2 separate regions of the Arachis hypogaea genome follow, and region 1 is linked to region 2. A link is a contact called in public Hi-C data. All regions are on one chromosome and are shown on one strand. The core of a region is the stretch at or near the end of the contact, and the rest is flanking DNA. Distances in the headings are between cores, read along the strand shown. Region 1 holds the start of LOC112783167 (guanine nucleotide-binding protein alpha-1 subunit). Region 2 has its middle 7.2 kb from the start of LOC114926137.

The links. Hi-C and Micro-C count contacts between places; a contact is called where the count stands out from the background.
Region 1: a contact with region 2 is called in a Hi-C map of leaf, with 4 times the contacts expected there. The contact joins the promoter of LOC112783167 here to the enhancer-like site in region 2. A contact is called at or near these places in 3 of 8 Hi-C or Micro-C datasets (all in leaf).

The regions. Positions count from the first base shown.
Region 1 is chr20:119,920,791-119,928,114 of arahy.Tifrunner.gnm2.J5K5, reverse strand. LOC112783167 (guanine nucleotide-binding protein alpha-1 subunit) reads right to left here and starts at 4,484. Exons shown (of 14, transcript XM_025825974.3): 1 at 4,289-4,484; 2 at 2,953-3,137; 3 at 2,783-2,855; 4 at 2,486-2,523; 5 at 2,296-2,385; 6 at 2,056-2,133; 7 at 1,852-1,959; 8 at 1,660-1,761; 9 at 1,172-1,227; 10 at 474-608; 11 at 98-191. The coding sequence starts at 3,039.
Region 2 is chr20:119,821,490-119,828,729 of arahy.Tifrunner.gnm2.J5K5, reverse strand. No RefSeq gene overlaps it. Among protein-coding and RNA genes, the nearest start is that of LOC114926137, 7.2 kb to the right of the region's middle. Within about 2 kb of position 1,354, at least 3 of the 3 cell types and tissues checked have open chromatin away from gene starts, as enhancers often do.

The DNA of each region.
Region 1 (7,324 bases), core at 3,235-5,734, 96 kb before region 2:
CATTGACAGATGCAAACATTAATTGTTATTATTAGTTCTTTATTTTCCAAAAGTATAAATAATATATATATAAAAAAAAAGTAGTATGGAATGAAACCTCAAAACATGGCTGCTTAAGGACCCACTCAAAAAGTTCCTTAGTCTCCATCATTCTGTTCCTGTTCTCATCCTCAAAAAGCGTTTGATCATACCTGAAAAGCAAATATCATGTCAAGACCATAGTAGCTTCACACACCTATTAATTATCAGTTATTACACACCAAACTCTCTAACATTACTAACACCAAACATGCTAAATCCTTACCTACAGCACTAGAACGAGTTTCCCTTATTCATCACTTTCAAGTAATTGGTAAGTGCTTTTAAGTAAGATGATAACTCATAGAAGGTGTATACTCATAACTAAGTTATGCAGCTAAAATTACATTATTTTGTAATCATATTAATATACGCAAACAATTGGTAAACCATACTCGCTAATAGCAGCACAGAATATTACAGCTGAAACTCCTTCAAAAAGATGGATCCATTTTCTCCTTTCATTTCTCTGGCCCCCAACATCAAAGAGTCTATAGACCTCACCGCTTTTCTTGTTTTCTCCAACAGGGCTGTCAAAATAGCACAGACATACCAATCAAGTTGTTCCAATCTCTAAACCAGATTAAGATTTGAGAAAAAGCAACATGACATTATGAATAATAAGTAACCAACAAGAGCACAACTGCCTTCATGTGCACACATACATGCCAAGACTGAATCACACTTATCTCAATCTAAGGTTGTGAATACTTATTAGTAATAGGTAGAGAGAAAAAGTAATAGGTACCAAGATGCTACAACATTGTTTCTATATAAGCTCAAGCAACAGGAATCAAGCTAAAGGGTTAATATTCCAAAAGCTATAATTCATAACCAAGGAATTGCACTCAGTAAATGTAGAATCTAACTTATTGTCCCCTTCAGAGACTGCTGAAAATTTATATATGAAGAGTAACTAGTGAGACTAAAGACTGAATAATGCATTTGTTTGAAACTACGTTTATGCCTTCATTCTAAGTTGGTTAATAATGAGCAAATATACAGCACTACTCAACATATAAAAGTCTTCAATCCGGTATAAGGGAGGGACAGAAATAAGCATTTGACTATCATTTCAGGTCAGTATGTTCACCTGAACTGGATTTCCACAACACCTGTTGTACGAACTCTTGCATACAGAACATCCTCCTGTATAACAGTGAAAGAAATATGAGATATTTTACAACAATTTCATATTGACGGTTCTATAAAAGAAAAAAATATAGTGTGCTTGGTGTGATGACTACATATCAGGTAACTTTTGCAGCATCACAATTGACAATATTAATATGCTTGCAACTACTAGAAAGTTAAATTGAATCATGGATAAAAACAAGTTTAGGACATCAAACAGAGCTAACTGCTGATTAGATTTGTGATGAATAAAGCAAGATATGATCATTAATATGGTTATTAACAAAACATGATCTACAACTTTTTTTTTCAAATTTTGGACTGTCATACTTGGAACATTTAATACACATAGCCCAAATAGAAAAGAAAGGTTTGTAGCATACTAAGAGAAAATAAAACACATTACAGTAACAACAAAAGAAAGAGTGAAAAACCAATCTTGGATACCTTTGTTGGAACATAGTTTGCATCAGCCAGCCTCTGCAAATTTTCCATGAAATAATGGGTACAATCTGGAACTTGAAGTTCATTACCACGGGCATATGTTTCCTACAGCAAGTAAAATGTTTGACATAAATACCAAGTTATTTATGAGAGAAATACCAAAGGCAACACAATCAAAGTGTGCAATAGAGCCACCTGAATTGCAGCATCCTCCCACAGAGTCTCTATTTCCTTTGCAAGCTCCTTGGTGAGATGTGGGTAATCGAGCCTGCCTCCAATTTCCGAGAGTTTCTCACCAATACCCTGTCATAAAATCAATCTCTTTTAAATAACAAGACTTTTGACATACAAGTTAGACAACTGCAACAGATGCTTCAGAAAAGAAACCTAAATAACTACCTGCTTCTCACTGGATATCAAATATTTTGAAGAATCAATATCATTCTGAGCTAACTCCTTCGCCCCATCATGCAGTAGCTGTTTAAACATGTTAAGCACAATCTAAGGAACCATTTTCTCAAATATATCCAATAAAACTCAACTCACATTTAACTTTTTGTTGAAACTATGGTGGCACTATTAAGCTCTATGTATTTTTAAAAGAAAAATAATCAACACACCCTTTCAAGTATTGCGTACTTTTATTGTCTGATACACATTAGCATGAATGACTGGTATGTAGCTTTTTAGCTCTGCCTCATCAAAGCCCGTTTGAAACAAAAGTTTTATCTGCATATTTCAACCAATAGGCAATGTCAGCACTAAATATACGGTACCCTAGCAATCATATATTATCTTAAGAAGCTGTAGAGAACATGCAATTTCTTGCCTGCTTAAAGATTGTAGACTTCCCTGACTCTCCAGCACCTAAATAACAGAGAAATCGATTTGTTTATTTATGTAAATCCACAAAAGTAACATCAACAAAAGCATGCAGGTTGTAACAGATTGTGGCATATATGATTATTTCTCCTCTTGATAACATCACAACTGACGCAATGTTAGATTCCAAGTCCTTCTAGGAGTTTCAATCCTGGACTAATTTTTTGCTTGGGAACTTATATGTGGAGTATATACAATAACACAACTGTGATATAAAGGGAAAGCTGACCCAGATGAAACAAACCTAGTAGTAGAAGTTTCTGAATATGCTTTTCAGCCTTTGTTTCTAATTCTATTCTTCTCTCAATTTCTGCAGCCTGCAAAAGCACAACAGCTTTATCAAATTAGATCTCATTTTAATGTTTACAATTATCTGTGGCCTAAGTAGTATGCAATTTTTCAAGAAAAGCGAACCTGTGCATTTTCTTCAGCCTCGGCATCATTATAACGACGATTCTTGCTGCAGAGTGACCCCATATGTTCTGTTACAAAAGATAGCATAGAAGATGCACTAGTCAAGCTCCACCAGAAACAAGTGTTTCAATGCCCTTTTTTAATGCATATGTCAAGTAGTGAGCTTGAGTTCACCTAACAAGGAACTAGAACAGTGTCAGGAGCATACAAACACAAGCAGGTTCCTCCCCAACCCCTCTCCCTTCCAGTGGAAAATCTTAGGCCAATTCATATGCTGATACCTCCATGCAACTTGCCATGGCATAATCAAATCAAATAATATATTCTCATCCATGTAATAAGACAAATAAGCACATAAATCAAAACAGACTTAAGGGTACAGCTGGACAGCAAGAACAGGTTGAATCAAAATCTGCATCGAAGTATGTGTTTGTTTTGTCTTTCAAAACATCAAAACATGTATTGTCAAAATCACATTCAGTTAAATTTTAAGTCCCCCTCCCCCAAACAAAATCAAAAAATAAAAAATGGTCGTTGAATCAAACCATAATTTGCAAATTATCACCAAAATACACTCTTAGCCAAAAATATTTTCCAAATCATATCCAAGGTTTAGCATCATTCTCTTCCAAGTTACTTGATTAAGAAGCTGTATTGAATATCCTAATCTCTATGCAGCATATGGAGAAAAATAGTGATCTAATCATGAACTACGCATGAATGACTAAAGTTCAATTTACAATTTGCCCTGTGCACCAGTATCTACAACTTGAATTTTTTTTTTTTATTTCTTTTGCTTAAGACCTTTTTGTTACCTACCTATGACTTGGGGTTTACCACACAGCTAGACCCCATCAGCACATAGAAAAAACAGCATCATAAAGCTCCATTTTTTTTAGTTTAATATTTTTTATCAGCTAAGCAATACAAGCTGGACAGAAAGAAACTAATCATTTCAAGCCTTGAATGATGATTCCCTCCTCACTGAGCAAGGAACATTTTTTTGCAGTTGAAGTACAAGGAAAAAGCACGAGTATTCAGAGTACAATCACCTCAAAGGGGAGTTCACATCAAAAGGAGAATAACATAGTAGAAAACTGTCAAAGAAATCAAATGTAAAACACACACACACACACACATACAGAAAATATGAAGAGAAAAATAAAAAGTGAAATAAACAAAGAAAAAGAAAATAATAATAATAAAGTAGCATATATGCGCATCTCGATCTGCATGTTTAACACCAAATACAGAGATCTCCTGAACAAAAAATCCTCCAAACTCCATAAATAAAAGATCTTGAATTAGGAATGCAACAGAAGAAGAGAATGGGTACCTGAAAAGAATCAAAAGTGGGTTTCTTTTTGCAGGGTTTTGTGGTGGAGCTGGAATATGCTCCTAGATTTGGTGGATTTGTGAGGTGTGAGGTGTGAAGTGTGAAGAGTGAAGTGTGAAGAAGTGAAAATTAGAAAGCAGAAAGCAAGTTCAGCAATGTTGTTCTAATGTGGGGGAAGATATAGTATTCTAGTTCTATCCTACTATGGTATAATAATAATATTAACAATATTATTAACAATATTATTAATTAATAATAATTAATGTTGGTTAAACTAAGGTAACAATGGCGCATATAATAATAATAATAATAATAATAATAAAACGCATGTTGTAACGGTGCGGGTAATAACTAATGGGCATAGTGATACAGAGATGAATACAGACTTAAATTAAATATACGAAATATGAGATTAAAGAAAAAGATAGAAAGGGGTCTGTTTCATACTGAACCTTGCAGAAAATAGCACAGGACTGGTCATTATAGTTTGGACCATTGGATGAGGCACTAAAATTAATCTATGGTCCTTAACTTAGTATCTAACTGCATAACATAAAATGCTTTATTCGGAAGAAAAGAAATTAAATGAGGTATTTGGTAATTGTGTCATGTCATTAGTAGAAAATAAAGGGGTCCATGGGTGGGCCAAATCCAATTCTCCAAGAAGAGTTGGATCTGTAAATAGCAACACTTGGATGCACATTAGCGTCTCAATCAAACCATCTCAACCGTCCACTTATCACGTTATGGACAAACTCAATAAAATCATCCTTATAAATTGAAGAATGTAACGTAACTTCAAATTAATAAAACAAACAGCATTTTGTTTCCATCAACAACGATTCATTTCCAAGCCTTTTCACTTTTCAGGTCAATTTTTGTAGCTGATTCCCAATTCAGAATATTTATTATTATTAATCAACACCATTGCTCTGGGTTTTTTTTGTTTTTTGCTTTTTCTTTCCAAATTTGTGACATTCTCGTATCAATTTGGTGCCAGATTTAATATCAGATGTTATAACTAAGCAATCGGCATCATACTGATTTTCGTCTTTTGTAGCTTACGAGTTGTGCCAGAATTATCTTGTGTAGAGAAGACGATGGTTTATAGGTATTTTTCTACGTGTCATTCTGAAATTTAGGAAATAGATTTTTTCAAATTTTTTCCGTTTGAAAATATTTTATAAGAAGAAGTAAGAGAAAATATTAAAAAAATACTAAAGAATTAAAGATCATATTTTATTTTTTTAATTGAGAAAAAAATTAAGATGATTTATTTCTTGAAATTTATGCTTTTTTATTTTTTTCTTGTTAAAAGTTATATTTAAATTTTTTTAAATATTTGTCCAAAAAAAAGTAATAAGAACTTACATTAAATATTTTTCAATTGTAATGTCTCTTAAATAATTTGTAGTTACAAAATTATCTACCAGATTAAATCGAGAATCAATTATTAAGTTTAAATCAAGTGAAATCCTGTTGGAGGTATAAAACTTCAAATATTTTGTAACCTTACATTTTATAAATTGAGTGAAATCCTGTTGGAATATTAGGGGGTTGAGGGGAGACGGAAAGTTGAGTATGGTGAAATCTTTGAAGAAGAAGTATAATTTGAATATGTTAGGATTACTTGAAACAAAAAGAGAAGTGCTTACTAAATATAATATTGCAAGGCTTTGGGGACATAGTTCTGTTGATTGGGAGTTTGTGGAGTCTGTAGGGACGGCTGGGGGTCTATTATTGATTTGGGATGAGGTAGTGTTTAAAATACAGAATTGTTATAAAGGTGAGCGGTGGTTATGCGTTGAAGGCGTGCTAACGAAGACCAACTTCCTTTGTGCTTTTTGTCTGGTGTACGGAGCGCATGCGAGGGAGGAGAAGCAGGGGGTGTGGGAAGAATTGAGCTATGTTGCGGGTTTGTGTTCGGTCCCGTTCTACTTTTTAGGGGACTTCAATGAAATTTTGCAAGTTGAGGATCGCAAAGGGGTGACTAGCTTGCCAGCATCATCGGACGATTTTAAAAGTTGGGTGTATGACATGCAGTTGATGGATTTACCTTTGACTGATAGGAAGTACACATGGTTTCGAGGTCGTTCCTGTAGTCGGATTGATAGGGTTTTGGTCAATGTTGAATGGGCTGAGAAGTTCCCGGATATTAGGATAAAAGGTGGGCCGCGAGGGTTGTCTGATCACTACCCGTTGATTGTGGAAGGTACGCGTTTAGGAGGGGGTCCTAGACCATTCAGAAGTCTAGATTCCTGGTTTACGCATGAGGGCTTTCTAAGAATGGTAAGAACTGAATGGAGAAACTTGGGAGATGCTCAGTTCACAGGGAAGCTGAAGGCTTTAACAATACCACTACGGCAATGGCACAAGAATACCTTTAGGGACATGGATAAGAGACTGATGAGGTTGGAGGAGGAGATCACAAAGCTGGACAATTTAGTCAGTAATGGAATTTACGATGGTACAACGGAGGCTAGAAGGAAGGCACTGGTGAGCTTTTGTGAAAAATGGTACATCAGGAAGGAAATCCACTGGAAGCAGATGTCTCGGTCCCAGCATGCTGCCAACATGGATAAGAATACCAGATACTTCCATAACATTGCCTCGGCCAGAAGACGGAGTAATAGGATCGATGCTCTGATGATCCATGGAAGACTGGTGCGGAATCAGGCGAGGATTAAAGGTGCAATTAGGGGGTTTTACAAGGATTTATATAGACAGGATTACGCGCCGAGGATTGGTGTCAGGGATGGGTTGGTAAAACAGATTAGTAGAGATGAGGCTGAAGCTCTAGAAGTTTTGCCATCGGCGGAGAAAATCAAGGAGGCAGTGTGGGATTGCGGATCTTCCAAGGCCCCAGGGAGTGATGGGTACAACATGAACTTTATAAGAAATGCTGGGAGGATATTGGTCAGGAATTCAGTGCAGCGGTACTAAGGTTCTTCCAAAGTGCTAAGTTACCAACGGATGCAAATGTAACTTGGGTGACACTAGCCCCAAAGTTTGAAGGTGCAAAGGAGGTGAAGGACT
Region 2 (7,240 bases), core at 105-2,604:
TTATATATTTTATTTTATATTATAATATATAATATATACTCCAGGCGGGTAGGGCGGGTACACCCTAGCCCCCACCCCGCCCCGTCCCACCAGTGCACTTGCCCCGATAAACCCCCTCTCCGGGTGCGGGACGGGCCGGGTATCCGCAGATTCGGATACTCCTGCCACTCCTAAAGTTAATAACCAAAGCTAAATTAATCATATGGAATAAGTTCCAATGATAAGTAATATTGTTATGAAACTTTAGATAACTGCTTCAGAGTATGATATACCTAGGCTAGTTTTTACCCACGGTCAACTGTATATTGTGTTATCAAGAGTAAAGAGTAAGGATAGTTTACGAGTGTTAGTTGTTGCAAAATTATGAACACTTAGAAGATAACTACACGATAAATGTAGTATATAGAGAGATTTTTGAGAGCTTATAATGAAAAGATAATTTCTTAATCTCTTAGTCAAATTTATTAATGTAAAGTAAAAAAATTAATAAATCCTAAGTACTAATTAATAATACATTCTTATTTCACATTTATAGTTTGAAGATATTAAAATTATCATGAAAATTTGAATTATTTTATTCTCTTGATAAACTATTCTAAAATTAAATCATAGAATTTTATATACTAATATCTTATATTATTGTTTCTGGTACAAATTTTGTATACATCAAAAGAGGATATTAAGTTATTTTTTAATAAATTTAAATTATTTACTGTTTATTAGTGAAATTTGTGCATTAGAAATTTCTAATAATTTATTGTTATTCATTTTGAGTTAACTTTGATATGTTTTTACTTAATATTAAAACAATATACAAATATTTATTGGTGAGTTTAAGTGTTACTTGACTATTTAATTTGACATTAAGTATATATGTCTAATTTATTGAACAAAATAAATTAACACTAAAATTAATAACTACATTTGAATTGATATACTTAACACTATATTAAAAAAAATAAACAACGCACATCATATTATTTATTTATTAATCAAATTATTATAATTTAAATTAATTTTAATAAAACATCTTAAAATTATAATTTTAATTTTATCACATGAATTATTATACTTGTTGAATTATATGTGTTAGATTTATGTTTAATCGTGTTGGATTAAGTTAAACCGATTTATTATTTGTTTTTTCCCCCTTAATTTTTTATTAATAACTACGTTTCTAGATTTTTGTTGGTGGTACATGATATATGTATTTTTTATATTTAATTCAAAAATATGAAATTATAGCAAATAATTTTAAAGGAAAAAAGAAAAAAAGTTAAGTGATATACAGCATAATATATGATCCTAATGATAGGATAGGTTATATTATTGGACTATGCATAAAAAATAATGATACCGTGACGTTGACACATTATGTTACACACTGGTAAAATACTATGGATTCTCTGGTTGGGCCACTTGTATCTATGGTTAGCCCATTTTACTATAGTTGGGCCACTTAGTTCTACGGATTCTTCATGGATCATTACCAAAAAAGAAAATGCAATACATTAATTATGAAAAAGTATCTAATTAACCCAATATTGTGTTACTTACCCAGTTACCCTTGAGTAAAAGTTCCCTATCATGTAACCAAAAAAAAAAAAAAAAAAAAAACCCTATCAGAGGAATGCTCCCTCTCGCCTGGAGAGATCTTAGAACAATCGGTTCTGCTGTTCAAACACAACATAACATTCAAACTAGGGCTGTGTAATATGTCGGATGAAATCGGATTTGATGTGATTCAGACTCTATTCAAAATATATATCGGGTCTATTTATTAGATCCGAACCCGACTCTAAACCCGATAAAATCTATACACTTTCGGGCTACGATTATACCGGGTAAAAACCGAGTGAAAATCGGGCCGTTAACATTATATTACCTTGATACCTTCTTATAAGCTAGCATGTGAAAATATCCAAATTTCAAAGACTCCAACCATTATTTGACATGGTAAAATTCACTTAGAAAAATATAAGAACCAATTCTTCTCTAAAATTAAAGTATAACCATAATCAATACTAATATTGTCTAATAACACCAAATATTTAAATCAATATAAATAACACAATATTATGCATTAATCTAAAATCTTATGCATTTTAAATATAAAACATTAACTTATAGTCTTATAATAACTAATAACACAAAATATTAAGGTTTACAATACTTAAATTCCACATAAGAATAACCATTATCCATCACTAATAACACAAAATATTAATTGTATATGATGACCGGGCCATCGGGCCGACTCGGGTGACCCGAGCCATGGCCCGGACTCGACCCAAAATAATGACCGGGTCTATTTTTGAGACCCTTACGTGGTTCTAGACCCGGTGAAATTATACCAAAATAGCCTCTAAAGTATTCGAGATCGGGCCGAATCTTCGAGTCGGGCCGGCCATGCACACCCCTAATTCAAACCATAACAAACTTTTCTTACACTACCCCAAATCCTCATTAAGCCAACATGACAATATAAATCTTTAACACACTAACCCAACCATTGATCTTAGTTCTTTAGTATCCCAAGTTCGAGCAAATTCCAGATTGTGACAACAGGGAAGAGCATCAAGCCTCCTTGTCCTCATCCTGCAACATAAAACCACAATCCTACATGTAAGCTACTCACTTCAACATTCCAAAAAAAAAAAAGCCGGTTTTTTTTCACCTTGTGGGACTAAGCTCTATAACCATCCTCAACCTAGTGCATTACTCTCCCTCGCTTCTTCCGCAAACCAAACAACTACATCTTAAATCCTTGGATCTCACAACATGAACATACCTCACATGGGAACTGTTCTCATTGAAGGCAGAACCATCACTCTCAACACAAAACCATGTCCAGAATACAGATCAAAATGTTTCAATATGTTGGAAAGGTCATAGCGGACAGGGAAATAAAATTTAAAGTCGTCAAGAACTCTATTCTTGGTATGTGGGGAAACCCAACTGATGTCTCCATTTCAGAGGTTGGGAGGAACGAAGCTCTCATCAGCGTAAAGGACAACAACAAAGGGAAGAGATTTCTTGACAGTGGGCCTTGGAACATCAAAGGAAATTTATTGAACCTACAAACAGTGACCGATTTAAAAACTTTAATCAATGGGAGCAAAAATTTTACACATGAGCCCATAAATGCATGCGCGCTATAACAAAATTATATATATTAATCTAAGATTTGTCATTTACTATATAAAAATATAATAATTAATCCAATTTAATTAAAAAATAAATTTATAATTATTTTTTTCGTTATTTACATTATAAAATATTAAATAATAATTTTAATAATATTTATATAACACCAACAATAATATAATTGAATTTACTTTCTTTATTATAATAATAGTAATTTTTCGCACGATTAAATCTTTTGTATCTCATTTGAATTTAAATATAGTATATTCAACTCCTATCTTTCTTTTTTTATTATCTTTAATTTAAAGATGCAGTTTTTTTCTTAAAAAAACACGTAAGTAAAATAAGATGATTGTATTTTTTTAAGACACCAAAAAATATTAATCATTGTATTTTTTTGTTAAAACTAACTAATTAAAAAATAAATAAATTACTAAAGTTTATCTATAGAAATTATATTTTAAAATTTAAAATAAAAATAAATTCAAAATAATTTTAATAACGGAGACAATTAATAAAATTAGTGGGGGCATCTATTATATATACTCATATTAAGTAAAGGAATTACAAACTCTTGTGGGAACACTTGTCCCCAACCTCTTAAACGTGGATCTGTCTTTGTCTACAAAGATGGCTAGACGGTAAGTCTATGTTGGATATCACTCATAATTACATGGTATTCTGGATAGTATCCCTATGAATTACCTAAATGTTCAAACAGCAAGAACAGTGAAAAATATAATTGGAATTCTGGAAGAGGTGGAGGACCCATGGTAGATGGAACCTTAAAGAGTAACTTTCTAAGGGCGACGATCGACGTAACCAAACCTTTCTAAAGTGGGTTTTGGCTCAACATAGGCAATAATTCAACGAAATGGATGGACTTTAGGTATGAAAGACTCCAGGATTGTCAATGCTTCAAATGTGACATAATCGGCCACGAAAAAAAAAAAGAAATTGCAACAAACTAATTGCCATGGTATGCTAGGATCCCACCATACCAAAATACAATGGCGGGATAAGAGAAATCGGCTTAAGACCTCTCTCAATTAGTGAACATGGAGAACCAATGAGAGTTGAGGACAACATCAGGGAGTGCAAGTAGTGGTGCATGCAAAGCTAGTTGAGGAGGAAGAGAGTGAGAACCAACATGACTCAAAGGACAGTACAAAGAACCAGCAGTTACAAGGCAAGTCTGAGGAAGTCTATTTTGAAAGATTGAGAATACAAGAAATAGGGGCTAGAGACTGCAATATGTTGGAATTTTCTCAGAATTCCTTAACCAAAGATTATCTATGTTAAATCATTAAGAAATAAAGTACTTGAATGCGAAAGCGTACCTGAATTCATAAATATGAATCATGATTGGAATTAGAAATTAGAAATCAGAAATTGAGGGAAGGATTGTCTCAGTCTTCCTCAACCAAAACCTTCTATATCCCTATAAGGGCGGTCGAATTGCAACTTTTCTGATGGAAAAAGAGTTGCTGAGACGACTTTGGTATATTGGGGACCGAAACCCTGAAGTCACTATTTATATTTGAGCATGGTACCCATTAAACTCTAAAACCCAAATAAAACTAGTATCTAAAGTCCAAAAGATAATATCTGGTTTTATTCTCATTTAATTCCAAATCAAAAGTAATTATGACTTATTCAATTTAGCATTTATAACAATAAACAAGATCATCATTAAATAAATCATTTAATTTGAAATAGCATAATTTGTGACCCGCTTGGGCTATCCATATATTCTTTCTTGACATAATCACATCTTATAAACTTTATGTGCGAATCTGAATTCTATTTTCCTTATTACTTTAACAATCTGGTCCGTCTTGTAAGACCCGGTTAATTAATGGCTAATTAACCCATAAATGAGAATTTATTCTAGAAAGCCAAAAATGTTATTCTTATGGCTAAATGTGATAGAGGAGTTTGAGATGAGAATTTTGGTACCAATTTTATAGAAAACGGACCAAGATTAGACCGAACGGGCCAAACCGGGCCAACCAGACCCAAAGTGGACCCTTGGCCCAACTAAACTAAACCAAAACCCTAGTTTTCAGCACACTCTCTCCTCACAACACTCTAATTCACGCTGAAATTGATATGGAGGGGGGAAGAACACTCTCTCAAGTTCTCTCCCTTGGTTGATCTTCAAACCACCATAACTTTTGATCTAGAGCTCCGATTGCCGCACCGTTTGCGGCCACGCATTTACCGCGGAGAGCTCTACAAAACCCATACAATCAATCTTAAGGTAAGCCACATTTTGCTCTTCGAATTTCCAGCCTTGTTTTCGAGTTTCATGGATGAAATGTTGAGATTTTGGGCTCTTTGATGTTATAGGACCCAACTTTCTTGAAGGAGAAGGTTAATCTTGTCTCTTTGGACCTTGGGTGTGGTAAGATTCTCAACCCTAGTGTAATTTGTTATTCTATGATGTTGGGTATTGAGATGTTGTGTATGGGTATGATGATTGTGGCTTAGGTTGTGTATATGTGAATATTGGAGCTTGATTGGTGATTTTGGAAAGCTTGGGAGAGGGTTTTGTGTGATAAAATCTATTCTTAGAGGTGTTGAGATCTTGAGAGCTTGTGGACAAGTGGTTTGGAAGTGCTCCGATTGAGCTAGGAAAATCGGCTAAGGTATGGTTTCGGTTTCTCGTATCTAATATGTAATGTGGTAGGAAATACTTAGGCTAGAGGCCCTAAGATAGGCATTGAATTGATGATGTTGTTGATTGGTTGAGATATATGATGTGACCATATATGTGATTATGGATATTGATGCCTTAGTTGTGTGATGTATGAGAAAATGCATGTTGTGATATATGCTTGATGAATGATTAAGGTTGAATTGGTGGGTGGTACCATGTTGATGGTGAGTATGATGATGATTATGTATAATGATGGTTGATTGGAAATGGTATTATTAGAAATTGGGATGAGGAAGGATGTATGATATGATATTGTGTTTGTCCTTTAGCCATTTGATTGAGAAGTATTAAAATGGTTGGATGTGGTTTTGGGAATTTTGGTAAAGTGTCAATGTGTGAGTTAAGGATGGCTTGATGTTGATTTTGGTACATTTTGATTGATTTCAAAGAAAAGGGATGAAATTGGCATGTTTTGATTGATTTTGAAAAGAGTTGAAAGTGGCTTGTTTTGAAAATGGCACTTTGTGGTTTTGTATGAAAATATAGTTTTTGGACATACTTTGACGGGACATAATTTGGACTACGGATCTCTGTTTTGTGCCAAATTTGTTTAAAAATGAAATTGGATCCGGGATGTCCATGCCGTTCGAAGAACGGGTGAAAAACAATTTAAAATGAGAAAATTATGTCCGTCGGAAGATTGGGGGTTGAATCTGTAAATTCTGCAGCTTTTAACTTAGAAAATTTTTAGCAGAAGAACTCCGCGCGTAGGCGCACTTGGTGCATACGCGCCGTTCTTTGAAAAAGCACCATACGCGTGGTGTGCGCGGGCACGTTGATGCGCTGCACCAAATGCCCAGCTATTTTCCCGAGAGTTGTGCCAGTTTTGTGCCTGGGGAGCAAGAGCACCCACGCGTACGCGTGGTTGACGCTTGCGCGTCGTTTGGCTATTTTTCAACCCGCGCATTCGCGCGTATGACGCTTGCGCGTCGATGAGTTTTGTGGCCATCCACGCGTGCGCGTGGAGTGCGCGTACGCGTGGCCCTGTTTTCATCTCAAAGTTGATTTTTGAGTTTTAAAAGTCAAATTTCATACTTCTAAGCCTCCGATCTCACCACTTATGTCTTAAATCATTATAATATGCCTAGCAATGAGAGAATGGGCTAGTGAATGTGTTAACTTGCGAGTGAAGCAAGGGAAAATGGGTGATCATTGAGGATCAAAGATGATTATGTGAGATGCGGAGGATGGCGGTAGAAGTGCTTGTTATGCCATGGGCCGAAGTGCCGTAATTGTTAATGAATTGGCTGGTTATGGATTTAACCGTGAGCCGGATGGCTCGATTATTGCCGTGTTACGGCGGAGCCATGATTATGGCTAAGTGTAAATGCATATATGCTGTTGAATGAATTGTGAATGTTTGCACTTCCA